5 separate regions of the Mus musculus genome follow, and regions 1, 2, 3 and 4 are each linked to region 5. The links are chromatin contacts, called in public HiCAR-type and promoter capture Hi-C maps. All regions are on one chromosome and are shown on one strand. The core of a region is the stretch at or near the end of the contact, and the rest is flanking DNA. Distances in the headings are between cores, read along the strand shown.

The links. Promoter capture Hi-C pulls out the DNA fragments that hold promoters and counts their contacts. HiCAR-type assays count read pairs that join an accessible place to other places.
Region 1: a contact with region 5 is called in a promoter capture Hi-C map of the 3T3-L1 cell line, with 4 times the contacts expected there. The contact joins the promoter of Rin2 here to the promoter of Sec23b in region 5. A contact is called at or near these places in 2 of 39 promoter capture datasets (the 3T3-L1 cell line and frontonasal cranial neural crest).
Region 2: a HiCAR-type map of astrocytes shows a contact between it and region 5, with 5 times the contacts expected there. The contact joins the promoter of Cfap61 here to the promoter of Sec23b in region 5. A contact is called at or near these places in 9 of 39 promoter capture datasets (the 3T3-L1 cell line, cranial neural crest, embryonic stem cells and 5 more), 2 of 484 Hi-C or Micro-C datasets (embryonic stem cells and liver), 3 of 115 datasets of contacts at active chromatin or transcription factors (astrocytes and embryonic stem cells) and 1 of 9 other capture datasets (liver).
Region 3: a contact with region 5 is called in a promoter capture Hi-C map of liver, with 6 times the contacts expected there. The contact joins the promoter of Snrpb2 here to the promoter of Sec23b in region 5. A contact is called at or near these places in 3 of 39 promoter capture datasets (hematopoietic stem and progenitor cells, liver and pre-B cells), 2 of 484 Hi-C or Micro-C datasets (B cells and pre-B cells), 2 of 115 datasets of contacts at active chromatin or transcription factors (astrocytes and large pre-B cells) and 1 of 9 other capture datasets (adipose tissue).
Region 4: a contact with region 5 is called in a promoter capture Hi-C map of embryonic stem cells, with 5 times the contacts expected there. The contact joins the promoter of Insm1 here to the promoter of Sec23b in region 5. A contact is called at or near these places in 2 of 39 promoter capture datasets (both in embryonic stem cells).

Annotation. Positions count from the first base shown.
Region 1 is chr2:145,784,783-145,787,482 of GRCm38.p6, forward strand. Rin2 (Ras and Rab interactor 2) reads left to right here and starts at 1,334. Exons shown (of 13, transcript NM_028724.4): 1 at 1,334-1,397; 2 at 1,540-1,632.
Region 2 is chr2:145,933,475-145,936,174 of GRCm38.p6, forward strand. Cfap61 (cilia and flagella associated protein 61) reads left to right here and starts at 1,310. Exons shown (of 27, transcript NM_001369121.1): 1 at 1,310-1,366. It overlaps Crnkl1 (crooked neck pre-mRNA splicing factor 1), which reads right to left and starts at 1,226. Exons shown (of 14, transcript NM_025820.3): 1 at 1,080-1,226. The coding sequence starts at 1,130.
Region 3 is chr2:143,061,782-143,064,481 of GRCm38.p6, forward strand. It overlaps Snrpb2 (U2 small nuclear ribonucleoprotein B), which reads left to right and starts at 1,288. Exons shown (of 7, transcript NM_021335.3): 1 at 1,288-1,317.
Region 4 is chr2:146,220,658-146,223,357 of GRCm38.p6, forward strand. It overlaps Insm1 (insulinoma-associated 1), which reads left to right and starts at 1,340. Exons shown (of 1, transcript NM_016889.3): 1 at 1,340-2,700. The coding sequence starts at 1,609.
Region 5 is chr2:144,554,907-144,557,606 of GRCm38.p6, forward strand. Sec23b (SEC23 homolog B, COPII coat complex component) reads left to right here and starts at 1,323. Exons shown (of 20, transcript NM_001252544.1): 1 at 1,323-1,418. Gm34292 (a long non-coding RNA gene) reads right to left here and starts at 1,729. Exons shown (of 1, transcript XR_003953925.1): 1 at 1-1,729.

The sequences.
Region 1 (2,700 bases), core at 84-2,583, 1.2 Mb after region 5:
CAGGATTGCCGTGAAGCTTGCCATCTCTCCAGGAGGGTTTTGGATCACTGTCCTTCATCCCAGCAGGATCACAAATGGAACAGGATGCCAGAGAGAAAGTGACCAAGACATGGAGCAACAAGTCAACTAGAGGAGGTTTTGAAAGGAAGGCTAGGTGCGTGAGATGCTGTTTTGCCTAGATGAGATTCCACACCTGAGTCCAACCTAACAGCTCACTGTGGGTGTGGGTTGAGAGACAGTTTGGGGGGCATCAAAGGAATCTCTACAAAGTCTCTTGCTTTTACACTTGTGCATTGCTCACTGGTAGACTTTGCCTTTCCCCTTGTTAGACTGTCACTAGCGCTGACCTCAGCATCCAAGTGTCTGATGCTGGCTCTGTCATCCAGGCTTTGGTACCTCACCACTTCATGCCTGCAGCCCAACCACTTTTAATATTCCTTAGTGATTCAAGTGATGTTTGCACTTCCTACTTTCTGTGTTGCTTGTGTCTGCAATATGCCCTGGCTTGTACATGTTATAGCAAGTGGGTTGAAAGGCATGTTTGTGTGTGTGTATGTGTGTGTGTGTGTGTGTGTGAGAGAGAGAGAGAGAGAGAGAGAGAGAGAGAGAGAGAGCCAGCCCTTTGTGAGATTTCTGTTTAAACCTGTACAGTTTCACTGGCTGTACAGTTTCACTGGGTAAGTAAGGCTTTGGGGACTTCCCTTGCCACCCCAAGACACACCTGTCTCAGCCAGGTCTCTTGCACCAGGTGTGTGTACCCAGCTAAGACTGAAATGAAGATGGAAGTCTTTGCAGGGTGTGTGCAGATATTACTGGTTTCTGTCCTAGGAAGGGAAATTCCAAGCATGATAGTCTCGGCGATGATTCAGGACCATGTTGTTATCCTGCCTTTAAATTTTTCCTCTGTGTTCCAAAGTGAGCCCAAGCCCTTGGATGATCCTGGAGCTGTTTACATGCGTCCCCTTACACAAATGAGCTCTGTAAACACTGACTCTCTGGGCTGCATCCCAGTCCCACTGGCTTCTAAGGGGGGAAAAAACAGAGGGATTTCTCCCTAGTGCCCTTCTGCTGACCTTGCCTGCCCGGGAGGAGAGCTAACTGAGGGAATGCTGACCTCACTCCCTAACAGCAGGATTTCCTGGGACATAGAGGGATCCATTCTTCTGCGATCTGCCATATGAAATCTATAAGCTTTCACAGCAGATTATGGGGACAACTAATATTGGTTCCTTTTGGACTTCAGCTTGGGGTCAAGCAAACACACAAAGCCATCTTTATGCTCCCTGAAGTCCTGAAGACCTTCTACGTCAGCTGCTGGCAGAGGGGGTGGGGCAGCGAGGTGGGGCACAGTCTAGGAAGAGTGCTGGCCGCGGCAGGAAACCGGGCTGAAAGGAGATGTAAGGGCTTTGGTGGGAAATAAATGGCACAATGTTGTTGACGGAAAAAGATCTTGGCAGGACTGTTGTTGTGAGTGCTCTGTGGCTTAGAAAGGAATTTCCTACAGGCTCCACTAACCATTGAAAATGTCTCTACCTTCAGGAGTCCCCGGCATGTTGTAGAGCCTCGCTGGGGGAAATGTCAGCGTGGACCATGGGCGCCCAAGGTCTGGACAAGCGAGGAAGTTTCTTTAAGGTAAAAGGAAACTAACTGGATTTGGGATCTCAGCTCTGCTCCCTCTGCGCGGCAGCCTGAGGAGCTGCAGGCACCCGAAGCTGCAGGCTGGAGCTTAAAAGCCTGCTGGCTAGACCAGCTGGGGCCAGGGGAGCTTGCCTGTGAGCACGGTGGTGCTCAGCGGGCTGGGGCTTTTGTGGTTTAATAGTTCCTCACTGGCTGGGGTCTGGGTCAGAGATGCCACACGGTGAGACCCTAGAGGGGCTCTGAAGTGGTGTGCTGTTCAGGCTTTTTAAGCTAGGGAATTTCAGGATGAAAGCTGGACTTTGATTTCCAAAAAATTAATGGTGTGAGACCAGTGTATTCGTCTGACTGAATCATTAAAGAGCAGAAGAAAAAGCAAAGCAAAGCAAAACAATGATTCCAGGACCTCACTTTAGGCTGATCAAATGTTAGTTTCTCAAACACTCAAAGGTTTCTTATGGTGGGGCAAGGGGAAGACAAGATTAAAGTCATACAGCTTGTCTGTTTCACGTGGGCATTGCTGGGGCTAAAGTAACTTTCTGGTTTAATGAGAGATTTTTTTTTAAGGTTATTTTATATGGAGTGCGTATGTTTAAGATTTGATGGCCATTTCTAATGTGAACTTGCAAATTAGTTTTCCTTTTGTGGCTTTTTGACCTGTTTATTCATATCCTCAAATAAATGCAAATTTATTTTGGAAAATCCTGACTCACACCTCACCCCCTGCCCTGGGGATTGGGGGGGGGGGGAATAGACTAAAGGAAGTTAAATGTGCACATGAAGTGTATTGCAGTCAGGTGTCCCAAACAATGGTCCTTGTCCCCAGAGGAGGCGCACCAAGGAAACCTTATTGCTTTATTACTGAGAAGGGGGGTGGGGGGAGTGCTTGTGGTTAGTAAATCCAAAGCCCTTAAGTGTTCATAAGTATGTATGTGTATCTGTGTATGTATGTGTATCTGTGTTTTCTATTTCCAAAGAGATTGAGACTGATCATATGTCAGAGGTTGACCCTAGAAAATCCATCAGAAACCTTGTTGATAGAGCAAGCTTTATTGAGCTTATTGC
Region 2 (2,700 bases), core at 60-2,559, 1.4 Mb after region 5:
TGTGTTCAAGTGCAGATGGACCCTAAGTTCTAATTGGCCTTTTTACTGCTGTGATCGAACATCACCAACAAAAGCAACCTGCAGAGGAAAGAGCTGACTGATTGGCTTACACAACTGGACCACAGTCTTCATGAATGGAAGACACGGCAGGAAGCTGGAGGCATACCAGCTGTGCTCAGTCTGCTCTCACAGACTACACCAGAGCCCCTGCCCAGGTGTGGCACTGCCCAAGTAGGCGGGGGGGGGGGGGGCGTCCACATCAATTGGTAATCAAGAAAATGCCTCACACACTTGCCAGCAAGCAAGCTTAGGGACGAATTTTCTTAGTCCAGATGCCTCCTCCTAGATAACTTTATCTTGTGTCAAGCTGTCAAAAACTTAGTCAGCATGCATTCCCTGGCTTTTATGACTCAGGATAGGGGTTTGGGAGCGGGGGTAGGGGGGAAGCTACCACATCAGACTTTTACAATAATTACATGTGGAAATAAGAACTTGTCTCAAGACAAAATGGCCAAATCAGACTTCCAGAGAATGACTGTATGTGATGGCTAAGTGCAAGATTTGACACTTATTAAGTATTGATGAAGTATCAACCACAGTTGGAAATATAACAATTTACTATCTAACCTAAATTTTATGCCATTGCCCAGAGCCTATCCTCTGCCATTCTCTTCACTGCCTAACTTTGATGCAGCCTAAGTGTTAACTTCCTTCACAAAGTTTACCCTCAAGTTTACAGGCACCCTTCTGGCTCTTGCCCATGGCATATCTACACTACTTGGATACATCTATCTGGGTTGCCATTTCGCTCTCTCTCCAGTTTTAGTGGAGCACTCTTGCCCGGAGTAAAAGTAGGGGATCCCCAGAGACTAGCAAAGCAAACAGTTTACCGAACCGAACCGATGCTTTGCAACCCTGGAAGGAAGGCTGGGCAGACGCGAGACGAGCTCGGAGTGACAAGACCCTGCGCCACCTCACCGACCACCTGTCTTCTTGGACCGCGGCACAGAGATCGCTGTCTCGAATCTCTGGTGCCCGACACCGCAGATGCTGTTCGGGGGCTCCTCCCGGTCGCCTACCTTGGCCACTTTAGGAATGCGCTGTTTCCCGGCCGCCGTGGAGGCTGCCATGACTGCAGCCGTGGAACTCGAGCGATCCTGGCCGACAACCGGACTTGAGAAAAGCACTTCGAACCGGCCGGCACAACAGAGTCAGCCACAACAAACTAGATACCGGAACCGGAACCGGAACTTGCGAAGACGACCTTTGACCGCCTCACCAGTCAGGGGAAACGCCGCGTCGTTTCCTTAGCAACTGTGTGCGCGTCCTCTGTGGAGACTTGCGGCTTGCTGGAGCTGCGGGTGAGGTGGGTAGGGCGGGCTGCGCCGCAGGGATATAGGGCTCTGGCGGCGAGGGCTCATCCAGGTCTATCTCCGGGATGCGTGCAGCTGTAGGCCGTGGCACCTTTGAGGGGCGTAGAAATCCATTTCAGGTGTAGAAACTCCGGGGAGAAGGGAAAAGCACCGAGGAAACCCTGCAAGCAGCCTGGGCAGCGGTGCATTCTGGGATTTGTAGTCTTTCGAGTTCCCGCCCCCTCGCCTTAGGCTTCCCCGCGATTGGACCAAGTTAATAATCTTGAAATGTGGATTTTTTTAAAAAAAAAATCAGAAGAGGTATTTTTGAAACAAGATGTTAGAGAAAGGTGGAAATTAGTCAGTAGCAAAGCACCTACAGAAACTGATCAAATTTTTAGTCTGTAAATTTTTTTTTTTTTTTTTTTTTTTTTATTTTCCGAGACAGGGTTTCTCTGTATAGCCCTGGCTGTCCTGGAACTCACTCTGTAGACCAGGCTGGCCTCGAACTCAGAAATCCGCCTGCCTCTGCCTCCCAAGTGCTGGGATTAAAGGCGTGCGCCACCACGCCCGGCATGTAAATTTGTATTATCTCAATTCTCTTATCCTTAATATCCTTAGCTATAAAAGGATAAAAGTATCTATTTCCTTAAGATTAAAGAAAAAAATCTGTCTCTGTAAAATACTCGCTAGATGTTAGTACGTATAATATCTGAAGTACATTAAAAACAGTGATTTAGCATATAGTTAAGATAATTTTTTAAAATAAAAATTTTGGAATTGACAGCAAAATTGGGAAGGTGAGCTTTTCCTACTCTTTCCCCACCCTCAAAGGACTTTCTACGATCCATCCCCACCCCGTGTCAGTTACAAGAAACTGTTAGAGTTTACTTTTGTAACAGTCTTGAGATTTAGGACAACGGCAAGATTTTTTGTTTTGTTTTGGAGACAGGGTTTCTCGGTGTAGTCCTGATTCCCTGGTTGTCCGGGAACTCACTCTGTAGACCAGGCTGGCCTGGAACTGTCAACATCCTCAGGGTACCTCCTGTTCATCCTCCCCCTCGAGCCTTTGTCCATCAATACTCCTTTTTATCAAGCATTTTGTTTGTTTGTTTTTTAATTCCTTCTTTGAAAGTTTTGCGTCTTAATCATAGCCATTCCTCCAGCTTTCCCCAGATCTACCCCACTCCCTATTCACCCAACTGTGTGTCTTTTTGTTTTTTAACCTTTGAAGACTAATTCGTATTGCCCAGATATTCTTGGATATGTGGTCTACTGGAGCTTGGTCAACTTACCAGAATGTTATACTCTTAGAGAAAACTCATGCTTTCCAGCAGCTAAAAAATGA
Region 3 (2,700 bases), core at 38-2,537, 1.5 Mb before region 5:
ATAGAAGCCACTGACACTGAGTTGTCATCGGACAATTTCTTCTTTGCTGTGCAAAAGGTATAGTAGCTGAGACTCAAGCTTTGATAGAATAGGTATGGCATTTCTTTAAATCTCTTTATTTTTTTCCCAAGTGGAGTGTCCTTGCATGTTTATCAATTTGCTTTTTGAAAATAGCTACGAACTCTCTCTCGGCCAGATGAATGTATATAACACAGGCAGGTTATAGCTTATTCCAATGCTCTCATTACCACCAAGCACAGTTAATCAACTGCTCAGACCTTCTGTTGCTTAGAAAGTGTTTCGTATTTACTTGATGCCCTTTTGCTAAGAACATACTCGATATTGTTTTTATAAAAGCCAAACTGGTTTCCATATCTATGTAATTAAAGAACACTTTTTCTGTGGTTGTTTAACATTATTTCCTACATTTACAGGATTTTCACTGGATATCACACTTGTTTTATTATGACCTAATTTTCACGGAACTTCATTCAATCGTCTGAATCATATTTATCGAGTATAAGCCATTCTCCTAATCACTTCAGTGAAAAAAGCATATAAAATTACTACTCTCAAAACACTATTTCCATCCTGCAACTTCATGTGACTTTCAAAAATTAGAAACCTCAGGCTGGTAAAATCAACCAATTTGGTCCTTACCCCAATTTTTAGCCTAGAAAAATCCAAGCATTTTGTGAGGAAAGGAGAGGGTGGGGGAGTGGGCGGGAGTTAACTGTGTCTAAGTGAGTTTAGGCTCTTTAGTTTGCTCGCTCCTGAAGCCTGGTGAGAGTACCATCAACGACTAAAATTCTCTTTGTTCAGGGGTCGAAGACTGGGCTGCATCTAAGACGTAATCTATAGAGTGCTGGCTGGTGTGTTCTTTCAGACTCCTGGAGATTGACAACTAGAGATTGACAATGGTGTTAAGTCAAGTTGACCAGGACCCATAGAAAGGCTTGACTAACTTGTGGCTGGAGACAGGCTCCTGTAAAATTGTATCACATCCTATAGTTGGGAAGCTTCAAAGTCGCAGTAAGGGAAACGACCCCCTACCCTTCCCTCCTCTGCCTCCACAGCTTGGCCCCCGGGTCCTAATTTGATCCCTTCCAGTTCTCCCCCTTTCCACAAACTTCCTAGCCCACAGGAATGCGCGTGCGCAGAAAGATTCCGCCTTGGCCGGCCGGGGCGAGGAGGGCTCGATTGAATCGGTGCTCGACTCTTCGACTTCTCTGAGTTCGATTGAGGAGTTTGGCCGCCCTCTTCCGGCGCGGGGAAGCTCTTCCGGTATTAGTTTCAAGCGGACCGCGCCGGCTTCAGGTGAGTCTCTCGGGTTCTTTTTCGCTGTGGCTGGTCTCAGGGTTTGGCGGGATCCGCCCCGTCCGCGGTAACTGAGCCGGCGAGGGCGAAGGTGTCGTCGGTTGCGTGGTCCTCGGTCCGCGGACGTATAGGAGGAAGGGACGGCGACCCCAGGGCTGGCGGAATGAGGCCCGGCGTCACAGCCTGTTCTCTGCAGGATGGTTGGGTTTTTAATGTCAGAGGACCCTGGTGTTGGGTGGATTGGCCGGTGTGTAAAGAGGCTCAAGCGGACACATAGGAATTAGCCCAGGGGGAGAGAATGGCCCGTGACTTGCTTGGAGGAGCAGGGTGTGCAGTTCACTGTGCACTCTCGGCCTCTTCTCCCCGGCAGCCTTTGGGTTTCTGGTGCCCTTGCACTATTTCAGCCCAAAGGAGCTAATGCCAGAGCCTGTGCTCTTGTCCCTCTCTTGAGTCCCAGCCCTTCTCCAGGTTCCCATGTAGAGAGGCAAGCCTGTGAGAAACGTTACCTATTATCCGTTGCCTACATAGTACAGGCCCTTCCTATAAGTTGTTCAGAGCAGCTTGTTGTGTGACGTTAAGACACTTGTGTCCTTTAACGAGTGATAGCTATCGATAATAAATAGTAACTGTAGATGCTAACTGGTGCAGACTGATACATATCTGTCTCATAATTTTATAGGCTCCATTTTATAGGTGCTGTTAGTAGCCATAATTTGTAGCTGGGGACTTGAGACATTAAGGAACTTGCCCCCCATCGAAGTAGGTTGTAAAATCGTAAACAGAACTTAAATCCGTATCTTATTGATACAAGAATCTGAGCTCTGAACTGTCAACCTTGACCACTCTTGAGACTCACATAGTGGGAAAGAGACAGAAGTGAAAGCCCCTGAGAGGTCGTTCTCTGACCTCAACATACACGATGGCACAGGTAAACAAACACACACACACACACTAATCGTTTAAATCAATACATTCATGAGTGCATCTATGAACTGTCTTAATTTGTATTGTTCTATTACAATGACTTTTTAAAACTAGGTGCGTGTTTACTGATCTTTCACAAAATGTTCAAATCATTTTACTGAAAAACCATTTTCTGGTGAATATGATCAAAACACATGACATTCTCAAAGAATTAATAAATATACTTTCGAAAGTTATGTCATTATGTAGATGAAAGGACAGTATCATTTAAGTGGGGATAAAAGAAGTATATAACCTTGAATAATATGTTTTTAAATCTGCCTATGTATTGACAGATTCTACCAATTTGTAGAACCTTGGTATTGTCCTTCCAAGGTTTGATCTTGAGAGCTGTTTTCCATTTGACTAAAAGAGATGGCTGTGGGAGGTAGGGCGGGGTGATTAAGAGTTGTGTCATGC
Region 4 (2,700 bases), core at 90-2,589, 1.7 Mb after region 5:
TTGCCGGGTCTGGGTCCAAATCTGGCGTCTAGTGTGGCGTGTGTGTACCAGGGGTGTCCTTCGTTGTTGTCTCTTGCCAGTGGCACGGGAGGAAGCGGCTGGTCCTCTCAGGCTGCAGGCTCCCTCTGAGGACAGATTGGCCACCCCCACCTCCCCACACCCCCGGCAGCACGCGTCTCTTTTGCGTCCAGATTGGCCGCGACCCGCGCTCAATAGCGGGAGGTTAATTTCCTTCACAAAGGTGAAGGGGGCACGACTCCGGGGGGGGGGGGCCCCCGCGCCCAGACAGGCGGTTGCTTTATTCCGCAGCGCCTTGATTGGAGCCCTTGATTTAGCATCTGATGTCAACCCACAGACAAAATGCCCGCTCAGAATGAAAATGCATGAGGCTGCGCAGAGGGTGAAAACCAACTTCACCGTGCGTGGCCCACTTGGGTCAACTCCACAGGCGTTGCCTACGCCCTGGACAGCGAGGAGGCTCCTGAAGCCTGGGTCCGACCCTGGCAAAGATGCCAATCCTCCGGCTTCAGGCATATTAGGGAAAGGAACGTAACTTCAGATATTCAAGTTCCTTTTGGAAGCCAGCCAGCAGGCCAGGGATGCAGCCTCGCATCCGAGGGCGATCGAAAACGTGCTATGCCAACAGTTTCTCCAACTCGAGAGAAGCTTTCGAGGCCCGCCGGCAGGTTGAGCCCGTGAGCCCAGACCCGGCGCTCCGCCGAAGCCCGCTGGCTCAACGTGTTTACTCTCTGAAGCCCGGGTTCCCGCGGCCAGAGCACGGTCGGGCCACTGGCTGTCCGGAGTTGAGTTGCGCGTTCCCCTTGCCGATGATTTTCCATACGACGCGCGGAGCTCCCGCGCCCTTCTCCCGCAGCAGCCGCGGCCCTCGGGTCGCCCCTGCCCCCACCCCATCAGCGCGCCCAATTTCCCCCTGGGCTCCGGCTCGCGGATTGAACCCTCCTGACATATTTGGGGCCATTCTTCTCCTTTGTTGCTATTTAGCTCGCGACCCGCGGGTAATCCTCGCGCGGGAGGGGGGCGCACATTGTCGTGCTGATGGACGGGCCCATTTGGCGGCTCCGCGCCCCCCGGAGGAGACACACAAAGCCCAGGCACGTGCGCCTCCCCATAGAGGAGCAGCAGACCGTGAAGGGAGGCGGGGCCGGGCGTGTGCCTGGGCCAGGCGGGGCGGCGGCGCCGGGCGCGGCGGGGCGGGGCGGGGCGGGGCGGCCGAGGGGCGCGCGCTGGGGCCCCGCGCCCTCAGGTACATCTGCCGCACCTACCGGGCGACCCTCGAGTCCCGGCCCCTTTTTTGCCGCTCCGTCGCCCTCCCGCCCTCGTCGGCGGAGGAGCTGCGGACGCTCTGATTGGCTCTGGGGGAAGCGGGAGGCGAGAACAATGGCCCCCTCCCCCCGTTAAAAGGGAGCGGCGCCCGGGCCCGGGGACAGGGACGCGCGTGCGGAGCGCAGAGCCGGGCCAGCAGCCGCGGGCACTGCGGGAGTCCCGAAGCCGCCGCGTGCAGGCGATGGGCTGGGGTCACTGAGGGCCGCCAGGGCCGAGCACGGAGGTGGGACCCAACCAGTGCGTCGCCCTTTTCACCGCGCCAACATGCCCCGCGGGTTTCTGGTGAAGCGCAGCAAGAAGTCCACGCCCGTGTCCTACCGGGTCCGCGGCGGCGAGGACAGTGACCGGGCGCTGCTGCTGTCACCCGGCTGCGGGGGCGCCCGCGCCGAGCCCCCGGTGCCCAGCCCCGGGCCGCTGCCGCCACCTCCGCCGCCGGCGCTCGCGGAGCGCGCCCATGCTGCGCTCGCCGCCGCGCTCGCCTGCGCGCCAGGCCCGCCGCCGCCACCCCCGCCAGGCCCGCGGGCCGCGCACTTCGGCAACCCCGAGGCTGCGCACCCGGCGCCTCTCTACAGTCCCACGCGGCCGGTGAGCCGCGAGCACGAGAAGCACAAGTACTTCGAGCGCAGCTTCAACCTGGGCTCGCCGGTGTCCGCTGAGTCCTTCCCCACGCCCGCCGCGCTGCTCGCAGGGGGAGGCAGCGGCGCCAACGGCGCTGGCGGCGGCGGCGGCGGCACCTGCGGCGGAGACGCGCTGCTCTTCGCTCCCGCCGAGCTCAAGATGGGCACTGCGTTCTCCGCCGGCGCCGAGGCGGCCCGGGGTCCTGGGACCGGTCCTCCACTGTCCCCCGCCGCGGCCCTGCGGCCCCCGGGCAAGCGACCGGCGCCCCCCGCCGCTGTCGCTACAGAGCCGCCCGCCAAGGCAGCCAAGGCCCCGAGCGCCAAAAAGCCGAAGGCCATCCGCAAGCTGCACTTCGAGGACGAGGTGACCACGTCGCCGGTTCTGGGGCTCAAGATCAAGGAGGGCCCGGTGGAGGCGCCGCGGGGTCGCGCGGGGGGCGCGACCCGACCCCTGGGCGAGTTCATCTGCCAGCTGTGCAAGGAGGAGTACGCTGACCCGTTCGCGCTGGCGCAGCACAAGTGCTCGCGCATCGTGCGCGTGGAGTACCGCTGCCCAGAGTGCGCCAAGGTCTTCAGCTGCCCGGCCAACCTGGCCTCGCACCGCCGCTGGCACAAACCACGGCCGGTGCCCGCGGCGGCCCGCGCGCCAGAGCCAGAAGCCGCCACCAGGGCGGAGGCGCGCGAGGCTGCGGGCGGCGGCAGCAGCGATCGGGACACGCCGAGCCCTGGCGGCGTATCC
Region 5 (2,700 bases), core at 73-2,572:
CAAATAAAATCATATTAGTGTTTGTTATTTAAAAAGCGACTTCTTTTTTTCAGCGTTAGATATAACGAACATGTATATTTTATTTTACATTTTACCTTAGGAAGAGATAACTGCATTTCCCAAACATAATTTAAGGTTTTAAACATGCCATCATTAACATTGTTATGTTTATGATGATGAGAAAATGTAAATTTATTTTAAAGATTGTAATGCAAACAGTAATATTTTATAGTACCACCTATTTAAACTTAAGTCCCTATGATTTATAGACGTCAAAAAGTTTGATTTAGCCGGGTGTGATGGCGTGTGCTTTTAAATTGAGGAGGCATAGGAAGATAGAAGAAAGCAGGGCTTCCTGAGTTCCAGGCCAGCCAAACCTACAGCTAGGCTCTGTCTTAAAGAAAAGTTTGCATTAGTAGGAAACTGGGTTATTTAATGGGTACTCTTTGAATAACATGTCTTAGCATAACTGTAAGATTTTAGTTGGCGGGATGAAGGGTTGGTTGAGTGGCTATGTGTATACTGCTGGAGTTCAGTTCCTAGCACCCGTGTTAGAGGATACACAATAGATTCTTCTGGCCGCTGCAGGCACTACACACTCGCTGAATTTGCTGCTATTTATTTATTTATTTATTTTTGCCACTTGTAAGAAAGTGTAAAAATGACTGCGGCGGTCACAGAAAAAGCTGTGTTACCCATCAAAACGGACTCTGATAGTTTCCTTAAGTGTCTGAATAAGACCATCCCCAATTACTCACTTCCTTGCTGGGGAATGGCAGGAGGATGTTCACCAGAAACAGTTTTTATTGAGCACAGAAACCACAGCAGCAACGAGAAGGGAAAGTTTTGTACCGCGAAGAGAGGACCCGCACCCGCACTTGCTGAGCTCAAAAAGATCACCAACTAGCGGCCGAGACTCTCTGTCCCCTCCTAGCCCCTTCCCGCAGGCTGAGGGCCTCTCCGGACAACTCCGGGCTACGCGTCCCTCTTCTCGCTTCCCGGTAGCTAGGCGATGAGAGGGACTTCCCCCTGAGGCAAACAGACGTCATGTTGTGTCAGGGCGGTCCCCTGAGGAGTGCTGGATGCATTTGGATGACGGTTCCGCAGGCGCCGAGGTTCTGTGAAGGAGAAAAATTTCAGGATATATTCAAGAAAGTATGTATCCTGAGGAATTCTACATTCTAAAGTTTGTTGGGTGAGAAACCACAGCCTTGCCCTATTCAAAGATGGAGGCGCAGCTTTTCTGACTGTTTCACTTTCTCGGGTCAGCCAGAGAAGCGCTCTCTGATTGGCTAGAGCATGGCGCCGCGAAATGACGTTTCGGAGCGGTGACCAATCGACTGTGAGCTGAGGTGGACTTGGCGGTGGAAGCCGGAGTTGAGCTCTGGTGTCCGTGGGGCGCGGAAGGTTCAGTCCCGGTGAGTGGCTCCGGACAGGTGAGCGGCTGGCTCTGCAATGGTGAAGGGGCGCATAGGAGGAGGGCCGAAGCCAGACAGGCCGAGGCAAGGTGGGCTTGCTTATGGGAAGAATCAGAGAGAGTTGATGACCCAGAAGCCGGCTCAGAGTGACTCGTCCGCGCCGTGCCTGAGAGCCGACGGCCGGTTTCTGACTCCTTAGCCCTCGGAATTGGGGTGTTGGTGGTGGTGACTCGAACATCCGGAAGGACCGAATCCCCATGAAAACCTTGAGTTTTGCTTTGTGATAAGTGAAACCAGAAACCAGATCTTCAGTACAGGATTAGGTATTTAACTGTGTCTACAGATGGTTACTAAGTCCTGGAAAGTTATGTCCTGGAGAGCTTAGAGGGGCTAAGATATTTTATTGGATGCCTTTCTTTTATCCACTCACTCATTCATTCATTCTCTCTTCATTCACTCAGTCATTCATCCATTCGGCTATTTACCTCTTCAGATACCCTTACTCGTTGAGAGTTTGATAGGAGCATTTTTCTCAGCACATAGAATTTAATAAAAATACATAGAACGTCAGAGGATTCATGAATTCACTGAAAGCCTCTGTGGATTACGTGTTTAGGATTAAGAAGCTGGTTTAGAATAAATCGAGGAAAGGAGGCAGTGGGAAATAGGAGCAGGTGTTAATATGTTGATACTCGGGGACTTATACATTTACGTAAAGAACTTTATAGAGGGGTTACCATTATTTAATGGGGTTTGCTGAAGTAACTGCTGGAAATGGCGATGTTAGAATGTGCTGTGACTTATTTACTACCCCCCACCCCCACCCCCGCTCCCAGGCGCCTAAGTGCTTTCTGTGTAGTTAGGGTTTTATCTTCTTGTATTTGCCAGAACTAACAAGTAGATGTGTTAAGAGTTTCAGTTGGAACAGACATTTGGGACTTTGTTGTATAGAGTCTGTATGGTAGAATAATTAATTTGCTTTTCTGGGTATGTAAAATTGTCCTCACCCAAATTATTTGCAGGATATATCTATATATCTATATCTATCCCTATGTAACCCAGGAGGCTTTGTACTCTCTTGATTCTGCCTCAGCCTCCCAAATATGGAAATTACAAGAATATGCTTCCATTCTCATTTCACAGGTTTAGTCGTCGTCTTCTTCTTCTTCTTCTTCTTCTTCTTCTTCTTCTTCTTCTTCTTCTTCTTCTTCAGTTCAGTTTTCTGGCTTTCCTTTTTTTAACAGTCTACTTGCTTAAACATGTCATTTGCATGTGTGTGCAC